Regions from separate parts of the Sus scrofa genome. Here regions 1 and 2 are each linked to region 3. Evidence: chromatin contacts called from public Hi-C and promoter capture Hi-C data. All regions are on one chromosome and are shown on one strand. Each heading gives the region's core, a stretch centred on a gene start, on an enhancer-like site or on the middle of the called end of the contact. The rest is flanking DNA. Distances are from core to core; before and after follow the strand shown. Region 1 holds the start of KCTD16 (BTB/POZ domain-containing protein KCTD16). Region 2 holds the start of LOC110259671. Region 3 holds the start of TCERG1 (transcription elongation regulator 1).

The links. Promoter capture Hi-C pulls out the DNA fragments that hold promoters and counts their contacts. Hi-C and Micro-C count contacts between places; a contact is called where the count stands out from the background.
Region 1: a promoter capture Hi-C map of liver shows a contact between it and region 3, with 8 times the contacts expected there. The contact joins the promoter of KCTD16 here to the promoter of TCERG1 in region 3. A contact is called at or near these places in 1 of 5 promoter capture datasets (liver) and 5 of 47 Hi-C or Micro-C datasets (embryonic fibroblasts, mesenteric adipose tissue, omental adipose tissue and 2 more).
Region 2: a contact with region 3 is called in a Hi-C map of liver, with 5 times the contacts expected there. The contact joins the promoter of LOC110259671 here to the promoter of TCERG1 in region 3. A contact is called at or near these places in 1 of 5 promoter capture datasets (liver) and 1 of 47 Hi-C or Micro-C datasets (liver).

What each region holds. Positions count from the first base shown.
Region 1 is chr2:145,702,783-145,706,456 of Sscrofa11.1, reverse strand. It overlaps KCTD16 (BTB/POZ domain-containing protein KCTD16), which reads right to left and starts at 1,755. Exons shown (of 4, transcript XM_021084953.1): 1 at 1,040-1,755.
Region 2 is chr2:145,666,656-145,670,669 of Sscrofa11.1, reverse strand. It overlaps LOC110259671, which reads right to left and starts at 2,733. Exons shown (of 3, transcript XM_021085167.1): 1 at 2,695-2,733; 2 at 1,681-2,435. The coding sequence starts at 2,733. YIPF5 (Yip1 domain family member 5) reads left to right here and starts at 2,739. Exons shown (of 5, transcript NM_001077225.1): 1 at 2,739-2,848. The coding sequence starts at 2,739.
Region 3 is chr2:147,787,936-147,791,920 of Sscrofa11.1, reverse strand. It overlaps TCERG1 (transcription elongation regulator 1), which reads right to left and starts at 2,696. Exons shown (of 23, transcript XM_003354339.5): 1 at 2,590-2,696. The coding sequence starts at 2,648.

The DNA.
Region 1 (3,674 bases), core at 506-3,005, 2.1 Mb after region 3:
GCAGAGAAAAATATTCAACCAAAGCCTCTCCAGGGGCAGAAAAAAAAAAAAAATCCAACCTTTGGAAAGAATCCTTAAAACAGAAGAGAGTTGCAAGAGGTACTGGGACTTAGAAGCTTTGCAGAAAGCCCAGAAGCAGAAAGAAAGACAGATGTGCCCTGCTGGGGTGCCAGGTAGTCACCCACCTGCCGGCAAGGGCAAGCGGACTCCCATGTTCCCAGCCAGGTGGGAGCCGGCAGCCGCCGCTGCGCAGAGATGCGGTCGGGGGCTCGGGCTCCGGCTTCTCGGCGGCGGCGGCGGCTCTGGGTGGTTCCACAGTTCCCAGTGCAGTTAGGATGCTGTTGTTTCAGCAGTGCAGGCAAGAAACCATCCAGGGAAATGACTATTACATCATCTTAAAGGAATATGGCTTGGAGGAAGCGGAGGCAGCTCCGAGTCACGTCCTCCCCGGTGACAGGTCGCCAGGACTGCACGGGAACGCCGCGCTCTGGCCGTGGGCACGCGACTCCCGGGGCGCGCTGGGGCTTGGGGCGGGGACCAGCGCTGCCTAGCCACTTCCCTCCCGTCCTGCCCGCGAGTCTGGAGTTTCCTTTGCTTTGCCCTTTTTCCTGTCTTTAGACCTCCACCGCCCCCCCAGCCGCCGGAAACAACCCCTTCACCCAGTGGTGAGATAAACACAGCGATTTTTCATTAACAAAAAACCCCCAACAAGCCCTTTGCGCACGTGCACTGAATTTCTGCCGAAGGGCAAATTTCCCCCTCTAAAGCTTGTTTAAGAAAACAAACAAACAACAGCAACAAAACACCCAGTGACCCCGATGTTCAACCTACAGAAGGGCTTTTTTTTTTTTCTCCAATCAGAGAGGATCAAACCATATTCTCTCAGTTGCGCTCTCTTGTCTTTTCCTTCTCCATCCCTCCGCCACCCCTACCCCAGCAAATAAATAAGCATTTAGTAAATGAATATATACATCCATGCACACATGCAATCTCTGGAATTAATGGTGCTCTTTCAAAAGAATACACGAAGCGCTGGTACCTTCAGAAAACTCAGAGTTCCTGTCAGTAAGGCGTTATCTTCGCTTCCATGTAAGAAATTGTTACCTGCAACCTTTTCCTGGGGTTGTTTCCTTACTGAGCATCTCTCTGGATGTGGCCGGCCCCCTCCCATTTCATCCCAAGAGGACTCTGGTGGAAGACACGCCTGCTAAGAGACATTTTACTCCTGTCCCAGAGGGTTCCCTTAAGTGCATCATTAGACTTTCAGAAAGGCATTTCCAGGGCAACCTAATCCACTAACAAAGTGCTTCCAGTTGATCCTGCCAGTCAATAATGGCCCAGCCAACAGCTTACAGTAAGTCAGCCATTTCCCCTTTAAAACACCAATGTCTTAGGACTCACATTCCTAATGAGAATATAGTACTTTGTCGATGAATAATATATGTAAGGCACACTCCATTCCAAACAACTGCTATTAAAAAAACCCCAAAACCAAAAGTGGACAGGAAAGTATGAATTAGATCCATTTTATGGGACACACATGTTTATTGCCAACTCTTGCCCCAAGAATTAGCTTGAACGTAGACTCAGCAGTCATGTAAATTAATTTCTAATTTAACACTCTTTTCTTTCACTAAGTATCAGGTTACTGAACACATTCAGAGTATTAGCTAACACTCTAACACCTAATTATAGTTGACTTTGTTTCTTTAACTAATATATTAACCTGTTCTGGCCTTAATCACTGGGATTTTAACACTGGACCAGTCAAGGAAATGTTTATTATTTGGTGCACTCATATCGCCATCTAGTGTCCCTATGCTATCACTGCAGATGTGTATCTGGCAACCTACTTGAGCCCAAAGTTAGAGTTTTCCTTTATTTTAAAGTTTTTTTTATAGTGATTTGAGTTTTACCTGAAAGGTTCTGTTCATCAAAATTACAAAGTAAACAGTTATTTGCCATCAGATACAGGGTATAAATAAGTTTGAATTTATGCTTATTAAGTACCGAATTTGTTCACAGTTAAAAGCCAATTGTTTAGTATCTAACGGAGTAGGGCAGTATGCCATGACAATGACTTTGGAGATGGGCTATTAAAATATTTGAGGGGCAATTTGGCAGGAAGTAAAGCATGAGAGGAAGAAAAAAAACCATGGTCCTATAAAGCTAAAAGGAACTTGAGAAATGGAATCACCATCTCCTCTTAGAGCTACAGAGGCTGAGTACCAGAGAGGGAAAGCTTTTCCACAGGGCCACACAGCTGTGGAGCATGAGGGTAGGGTTCAGATCATTGCCTATTCAGTACCATCAATGTTTTGTTTTTAACATTATGGATTCTAGAATAAAGATGGAAAGGCGGCAAATAAGGAAACATGTTTATTTCGCATTTCTTTCTTTTTTTTTTTTTGTCTTTATGCCATTTCTTGGGCCGCTCCTGTGGCATATGGAGATTCCCAGGCTAGGGGTCTAATCGGAGCTGTAGCTACTGGCCTACACCACAGCCACAGCAACGTGGGATCCGAGCTGCGTCTGCGACCTACACCACGGCTCACAGCAACGCTGGATCCTTAACCCACTGAGCAAGGCCAGGGATTGAACCTGCAACCGCATGGTTCCTAGTCAGATTCGTCAACCACTGAGGCACGACAGGAACTCCTGTTATGCATTTCAAAAAAAAAACAGCAAGTCATTGAAAAGAATTGTTAGTAATAAGTGAAATTGCAAGGCTAAAATATCCTTACAATTTAAAAGAAGAGTGTTCTAAATTTCAAAAATGAGGAGCTCTGTTCATTGATCTGGGTTTCATAGGTTAGGATATTTTTGAGACCAGTCGTACTTAAGGTTTTGGGGGAAAGGGCTGCTTGGAGAATCTTAGAAAATCTAGGAGATGAATACACAAGCATAAAAGTTTGCGTTCCATGTCCAGGGCAGAACCTCTGAGGAAGAACTGAGGAATGAGAGGAGCCAGGGAGATCACGTGGCCAGGGACTCCCCTTCCCAGCACTCCGCAAATGTTGACTCTTTTTGAAATGAGGTCACACACACACACTCAAAGAGAAACACCCTGAGGAGGACCGAAAAAATATAAAGAAAGCATTCACCAGATGACCTTCACCTTGTGAACTGTGGGTGGGCTACACCTGACATGCACTCTGAATTCCCATTTTTCAATAAACACTGTAAATATCTTAGGCTTTGCACACTTGTATGGCTGTCCAGCGTTTTGTGCTAAAAATGTTAATTTATTATAATAAACTATTCAAACTGGAGCAACTATTTGCTAGCCCTCTTTAGGACTTTTGCATCTACCTGGAGCCTCAAGAAATTGAGAGGGTGTTGATCTCTCACTTTTGAGAGGTCAGGGGTTTCTTTCCTTCAAGATTGGCCTGAAGCTTATTCGTGTTGGAATCTGTAGACTCTAGGCGAACATCCTCTGATCAGCCCCCCTTTGTTGTTCCTTTAGTCTCAGGGATGCAAAGGATTGAGAAGTGAGATTAAACAGATAAGAGGCTTGCAGGAAACAAAGCTGTTTGCCATGTAGAGAGATATAAATAGTGCTGGAGTAAGCGAGTGTGTCTCAGGGCGTCTCAGGGAGGTTGACAGTAAGCCTGGCTGTTTGGTGCCTGAACAAGAGGCAAGAAGCCAGGTCTGTCTGGGCTGTAGGTGTCTTC
Region 2 (4,014 bases), core at 1,484-3,983, 2.1 Mb after region 3:
TTTAAGGTTCATAGTCTTGTATTTGTTCAAATTTGAGAGTAATCTCTCTTGAACAGGAAAAAATGAAAACATCAGAAGAAACAAGAGACTAGAGTTTTTTCAACCATTCAACCACTAAGTATATGAAGTGATAGATCATTACATATTGTTGACAGCTAGAAACTCAGTTTCCTAGCTAATGAAGCTTAAAGAGAGTATAACCATATAATTTATCAGCCAAACTGGAATATTTTTGAGAGTGAAAAGGGGACAGAATTAAAATGATGCTGGAAAAAAACAGGCATAAAATGTGACAAAGGGGCTGTCTCCAGCAATTTAGGATACAGAGTCATTCTACCCAGACTCCTGCAGACGGTACCTACATCAGTGAATTCTAAAACTATACGTAAAAGGCATTACATTTACCTACATCAGTGGATTCTAAAATTATACGTAAAAGGCAGTACATTTAGAGAGCTGTGTGAGCAATTTCGGAAATTCTTTGGTGGAGTAGAAAATATCAAAGGGTAGCTTCCCGTTCATCTCTAGAGGACACTCCTTGGTTTTTTGGTTTGTAGCTGTGTCCTTTTGCCAGCTTTCTTGTTCCTTTGTTTGGTGCATTGGAGGGGAGTGTGTTTCCTTTCAGTTGTTTATTTTTACTTGTTTGTTTCATTTTGGGGAGGTGTGTGTGTTGAGAGAAAAGTTTTTATCAGTGACATTTTATTAGCCCTTTGGAAACTGATCCCAGAGCAATGGCCAGACTTCTTTTATGAAGACCATGGGATTTTGGTCCCAGCATGTAATGTAGGAGACTCATGATATAAATTTTAGTACTGTAAACCCTGGACTCACTTCTGATCATTGGTTAACACCAGGGCACTTGGCCTTAGGGCAGTCAGGATTCTCTCACTTTAAGAAAGCGATGCAACTTTCTTAAAAGTTAACAATCTAATCGTTTCACTCACTAGTTCATAACCTTCAGTGGTTTCCCTTTTTACAGCCAACACGGCAATTCCATGAGACACTCTATTCCCCAACCCTTGTCTGTAGCACTTGCCTACGCAGCTCGGCTCACTTGCTGCTCTAATCACCCTGTCTTCATTTAAACCAGTGATTTCCAAAATCTAATGTTGCCTGAGACATTTTTAGTTGTCACAAGGGTTGCGGGGGGAGGGGTTGCTGCTGATATCTAGGAGGTAGAGTTCAGAAATGCTGCTAAACGTCCTACAGTGCAGACAAAAAAAAAAAAAAAAAAAAAAAAAGAAAAGAAAAAAAATCATTTGGACCAAAATGTTAATAGTGCAGCGATGGAGAAACTGATTTATACCCTTCCTGCACCCTGTTTTCCCTAACCCCAGCCCTTGCACAGCGGCTCTCCCTGCCTGGAATATTTACACTTTTCTCTCTCCCGACTCTCCTTTCCTTTTCCTGTTGCGTTCTTTTCTAAGTCCTATTCACCCTTTTGATCATCACCTCTTCAGAGTGGCTTTCAAGATTCGTAGTCCCAGTTGAATACTACACCTTCCAAAGAATTACGGGGCGCTTAATATTAGTAACGATTTTATATGTATTTACACGTTTTATGAGCAATAGCAACTAGCTTGTATTCATCTTAATATTCCCTGAAGCTAGCATAGTTAGCACAGAGTTGATATTCAACGTCGCATTCAGTGTTATGAAATGAACATTTAACAGCCTCACCTATAAAAGGAGAGTAGCAGAGTAACCATTTCGTTAGTTTGTAATAAATAATACATAGACTCTAGCACGGTGCTTGAAAAGCAGTGAGTCCAGAGAGACCAGGGATCTGCAGCCGCGGTGCACAAGAGAAAGGCTCCGCTCCTTCCGCTGCAGCACCTACGCGCCTTCCCCCAGGAGCTCCGACTACAGAGCAAGGCTCCCTCCCAAGTGGCAACTAGCAACCGCGGCGCCTGCGCCTTTCTACCTTCGCCGCCGACCCAGCGGCCGGAAGTGTTCGCTCCTCTCATTGGCCCACCGCACTGCGCACGCTCCATATCGCGCCCTCGTACCCCCTCCCCCAACACGCTCTCGGTACTCCAGCCCCGGCCCCAAATCTGCCACCACGCCTGCGCGAGCGGGCGTGCCCCGGAAGCAGTTCTTTGGCCTCCTGACACGTAGCAACGGGGCCGGTACCGGGTCCTGAGCCGAGTTTGGGGGCTGCTGGGGGCTGCGGGAGCCACCGCCGCCGCCGCCGCGTTAGGTGAGTGTCCGGTTCCGTGGCGCAGTGTTCGGCTTCTCCCCGCACCGGGGCAGCGCGGCTTATGGCCGCCTCTCGGCGCCGCGCCCGGGTCCTTTCGCCCAGCCCCTCGCCCCTTCTCCGGCTGTGCGGAGACGCGGCCGCTGCCGCTCCGGCGCCGTCTTCCAGCAGCTTGCGTTTCCCCGGCAGGCCCAGCCGTATTTTGCAAGGAGGCAGTCGTGTTGTCGGCTGTAAAGCCCTGTCCCAATGTGAGGAATCAGTCCTCTTTGTCACTGGTGGTATTTTAGGCCCCACGGAGCCACTCCTCCTCCCACGTCCCGGCCCCAGCCCCTGCTCCAAGGCGTACCAGCTCCTTGAAATGAGGTGTCTTCCCGGCCTTGACCTAGAGACCCGACCCACCCTCCCAGTGTTGCTCCCTGGACTTCTAGAACGAGTATTTGCTGCCTTGGGAGGATATTTGCTTAAGTGTCAGGACCGAATTTAGGAGGGCCTTGCACATACACAGTCTTCGCTGTTTCTTTTCTATTGCAGAGCATCTGCCATGTCAGGCTTTGAAAACCTAAACACGGATTTCTACCAGACGAGTTACAGCATCGATGACCAGTCACAGCAAACCTATGACTATGGAGGAAGTGGAGGACCCTATAGCAAGTAACTTTTCAACTTTGCCATTTATTTAGTCACGGTTGTAGTGAGACCGTGTACCCCAGGTGTTTAATTCTGCTAAGACTGAATGTGTGAACATGTTCTTTATCAGGATCGTGACTTCTCATACTCTTCCTGCCTCTGGAGAGATCGGTGACTCTCGTTCGGTTTGGAAGGGGTTGCTCTATTTTAGTTTGGTATCTTCTGCCAAGTTTTCAGGTGTGACACGAATGGAAAAGTGGATTGTTGAAGAACCTTTTCCTAGTGACAGTATTTGTGTATCATTTAAGATAGGGATAGGAGCTTTAAGAACTTGGAAGATAGGCTGTTTAATCCACTGACCTAGGTAAAAATGAAACCCTTTGATGACCTGTTTAGCGGTTAAATCAGTCCAGCTTTCAGTCTTGATATATCAAGTGTTAGTGAAAGCGCTCGGTGACACTGCTGAAGGGTCTAAGTTCCCTACTGTGAATCATCAGGTGGTTTTCATGTAGCAGAATTGATAATCAGTTTTATTACTCTTCATCCCAAGACTTGATGGTCAGTACACACAAGTTGCCAGTTGTAGGTAGAAGAGGGAGACTCAAAACCTTTCAACCCTAAACTGTTGAAAACAAAACATAAAAACAAAACCTGATTTTTTTCTAGTCCCTGGTGTTTGTGGCAAAAAACAAAACCCCCCCCCCCAAACCTGAAGGCTTTCTATCAGTCTCCTCTAGGACATCATATTCTTACTTTCTTAGGACCTTAATCTTTTCAGCCCCCCCAATCCAGTGAAGGAGTTTCGTACAAGGGGTGACTTAAGATTTTGTACAACTCCCTCGAGACTCTTATGAGAACTGCCAGCCTATTTCTGAGAGATCCTTGCATACAGGCACCCACACTAATGTGCGTATAATGTCTGTACAGTTCATGTGTATCTCTGTGTTTCTGTGAACCTGAATTAAAACTCTCATGAAGACGCCCAGGATGAGGGCAAGGGACAGGTGTGTGTCCAGTCTGAGGCAAGCATTAGTACCAGAATGTGTTTGCATTAAAACATCTGAATGAAGGTGCCCAAGAATTTTAAAAAGCAAAAATCAAATTCAGCCCAGTGGTGTGACTTGTTTTGTACAGGCTGTACTTGCTACAACTTCTAGACCCCTGGAATCTTCTGAATTCCATGTATTCTA
Region 3 (3,985 bases), core at 1,447-3,946:
TGTTCCGTTACTGTTCTAATAATGACAGGGAACCCTGGGTACTTCCTGTATACCAGGCATGGTTATTTGGACATTATTTCTGCTAACTCCTTGAATCCTCAAGACAACCCAATGAGCTAAGTTTGGCACCATTTTTACAGAGGAAACGGCAGCACAGAAAAAGAACTTGTTTAAGGTTTAAGCGAGTCAGTGGTACCACCAGCACATTCTTATTCCCACTGTACCACGGAGGTAACTCAGACAGCACGTTGCCATACGGTATGAAGCAGTAATAACTACACAAAGGCCTTGGGTCAAGGGTCTATACAAATATGACTCTCCAAGTTCTAGCAGCATCTGGATCGCCACACAAATTCTGTCTGCTGTGGATTATTTGCATTCCTACTACCTCCAAATGTGAGGAAAACAGAAGCCTACCTGCATGACCACAAAACACACACACACACACATTTGTAAGAACACATGTACTTCCCTGGAGTCCTATACCCAGATATGCAATCTTCCCAATGGTGAGGACTGCAACTACTTTACTATAACAGGGGGAGAAAACAATTTTAAACGCTGATAAACGGGAGCAAATTATACGGCAGACACCAAGCAGGGAGACCTAGGCTTTAATCCAGACCCTGTCAATAAGTCAGGGATCTTGGTTAAGTCTCCTCACACTTGCAGGCCAATTTCCTTATTTGATGTGCTTAGTTTACAATTTACATCAATCTTAATTAGCATGAAAGGTCCTTGGGGACAAAGGTTTTTTTTGTCAGGTTCAAGACTCTACTGCCAGCACCTGGCTCAGTGACTCTCACACTGCACACACTTAATAAATGCAGGTGTGAGCGGTGAGCCATCTCTAAACCTCCTAGATACAGTTATTTATATACCCACTGAACCCCTTATCCATCAGACTCCGTGATGGTGAAACGCCACAAAACACATTCAGGACACAAACACAAAAACTGAGCCCCAATTTCTGCCGTGGAGAACAACTAATTTCTCTTAAACCACGGGGTGCTAAACTGAAGGTCCGTACAACGTGCTCTGGGAGGACTTCCAATCCAAGAGGCTAAGGTGTGGAACACCTACAACACAACATCTCATTTAAAGCCTGCACAACGTCTGGACTACTATTAATAAAGTCTAGAAGGCTACTCCTTGTAAAGCTGACGAGGAATACTCTCTAAAATGCAAACTAATGTTCCCAAATAATCCCTTAAGACCAGCTCAAGGAACCTTCTGGAGATGAGAATCAGAAATAATCCTTCCACCCTAACACTGCGCGACCCTGACAAGGCAGTGCGATCACCCATGACTCAAGTGTACACACGGGGTTTAAAGGATTTAAGAGTCTTCCAAGAAGTAAGACTGTATTCCTGCCAGAGTTAACAATTTCTGACAACTCAGAATCTCAAAGACAAGATTTTCCTCCCTGAAATCTTAACAATACCCATTTTCCTTACATAATTCCATCTGGAGCTCTGGACCATGCTAGAGTCCTCCCAACTTACTCTGCTCTTTTTCATTCCCAAACGCTGACAATGGCACAATTCAGAACGGGAGGGGAACGGCTCGCACGACCTTTTCCCGTGGTGGGGAGGGAAGGACCAGACAGAAAACTCAGGACCTCATTTTCCTTAAACCCCACTCATCGTACCCCCGGGACACTGGGACCAAATGTTAACGACAAATTCCACAGGCGGTGAGAAAGCAGGGCGAGGAAGGTCACTGCCCTGCTTGGGGCGACGGCGCGAGCAGACCCAGCGCGAGGAGGAGGAGGAGGACTGCAGGCTCCGAGCCCGGCGGCCCGGGTCCCGGCCAGTTCCCGGGGCCACCATCCCACCAAAGCGACGCGGTTCTACTTCCCCACCTGCAGGCGGCTCCGGGTCCTCGCCTGCCGCGGGGCACTCACTTAACCGAAGACGGCTCAGCTCTGGGGCCTGGGACACGGGATCAGCACCCCCTCCCCGGGGGCGGGCGTGAGGGTCGCGGGGACCCCCAGGAGGGGCTCCCGGGCCCACGGAGGCGCCCGGCAAACGGCTCCCGCTATTGTTACCAGGCACGAACGCGGGACGAGGAACCGGGGCGAAAAGGCAGGCAGGCCGCACGAAGTCCAGGCCGAGCCGGCGAGGCGGGGCAGTGGGGAGCGGGCAAACGGGGACCGCGCGGGCCGCGGCCGGCGGGGACAGGGCGCAGCGGGGCGCGGCGGCGCGGGGCCTCGGGGAGGACACCCGGGCCCGCGGCCGCGCCGAGCCCGAGGAGGGCGGAGGTCGCCGCGGCGGAGGCGGCGGCGGCGGCCCGCGCCCGAGGCGGGGCCCCGAAGCGCGAAGGCCGGACCCGGCCCGCGGGCCGCGGGCCGCGAGGGGCGCGGGGCCCCGCGAAGCGCGCAGGGAGCGCCCCGGGGACGCGCAGGAGGCCGCGGCCCAGCCCCGGCCCGGCTCATTCAAGCCGCCTTCCCCTTCCCCCTCACCCCATGCGGTCCTGGCTCGCAGCCGCCGCGGCTCCCCGGCCCCCCTCCACCCGGCTCTCCGCGCGGCACGCCCAGCCCCGGGGCCGCCGGAGCGCCGAGATGCGAGGGAGAGCGGGGCCCCTTACCTGAGCTCCCCCGGGTTGAACCGCTCACCGTCCCCCCCGTCCCCGCCACGCTCCGCCATTACAGAGGGCCGCGTTCACCCACCCGCCGCCTCAGCGTCTCCTATTGGCCTGACGGATCGTCAATCCCGCGTGAGGGAGGCGGAGAGAGCAGAGATCTGTGAAATGATTGGTCAAACTTCCCATCCATCCTCGCGCTAAGGGTGGTATCTGCCTTATGATTGGTGAAAGGGCCCGCCGACTTTGAAAGCGGTATGGAGACAGCCAGTTGATTGGTCGCTCGAAGGCCTTACGGGAAACGAGACTTTAGCAACGAGGAACCGCCGGCGCCCTCTCGCGGTAAGCAAAACTAGGTCCTCCCACCCACTGCTCAGCCTGCGGTGGCCACGTGTCTGCCCGCTTCCTGGAAAGCCAATTGTGGAGCCATGTTGGCCTCAAACCGGCAGTACTGGCTCAGGCCGAGACGATTTCCACCCCGTGAGCCAATGAGAAATCGACCTGGATCACCCGTAAACCAATCACAGAGTTGCTGTGGAATTGAGCCCTTCCCAGCTTTTCAGAATCAGGAGTCTTAAGGCGCCACCAGATTATATCTGTTATTAAATAATGCTTTCGTCGTATACAGCAGAAATTGGCACAACATCGTAAGTCAACTATACTTAAAAAGAGAATACCTCTTAGGTTGTTTTAAATAATTAGTTGCTATAAGTTGCTGTATTAAGTTGGAGGAAGAAAACTTCTTGGCAATTTACAGTTTAAAACATCTGTCCTTCAATTTCGAAACACATTTGTCCGAAATTAGCATATCCTAATACCCAGAAGGAATTCTGAATTTTTTTTTAATTAAAAAAAAAAAAAAAAACTTTAGGTACTGGGGGAGTTCCTACTGTGGCACAATGGGATCAGTGCTATGGTGGGAGTGCTGGGACACAGGGTCCATCAGCCCAGTGGGTTAAGGATCCAGCCATGCTGCAGCTGCCACTTCAGCAGTGATTGCAGCTCGGATATAATCCCTGGCCCAGAACTCCATATGCAGCAGGGAGGCCCAAAAAAAAGGAAAAAAAAAAAAGACTTTAGGTACTGGGGTTTCAAAGGCACAATGAAGAGGAACTCTGCCGTTACGGCGCTCAAAACAATAAACTAATAAAATATTAAACTAATGTATTACTCAGACCTAACCATTCATACCAAGCACTGTTCTAATTACTACCCACGTATTGTCTGTTTTAGGACTCATAAAAAGGCCTCCTAATAGGAGGGTACTATGAATAGCCAGTTTGTAGATGAGACTGAGGCCAGAGAAGTTAAAGAACTTGTTCAAATTACACAGCTAATAACTGACACAGCCTACCCTTAAACCCAAGACCGTTCGGCAGAGAAGCCCCGTTACTAAACACCA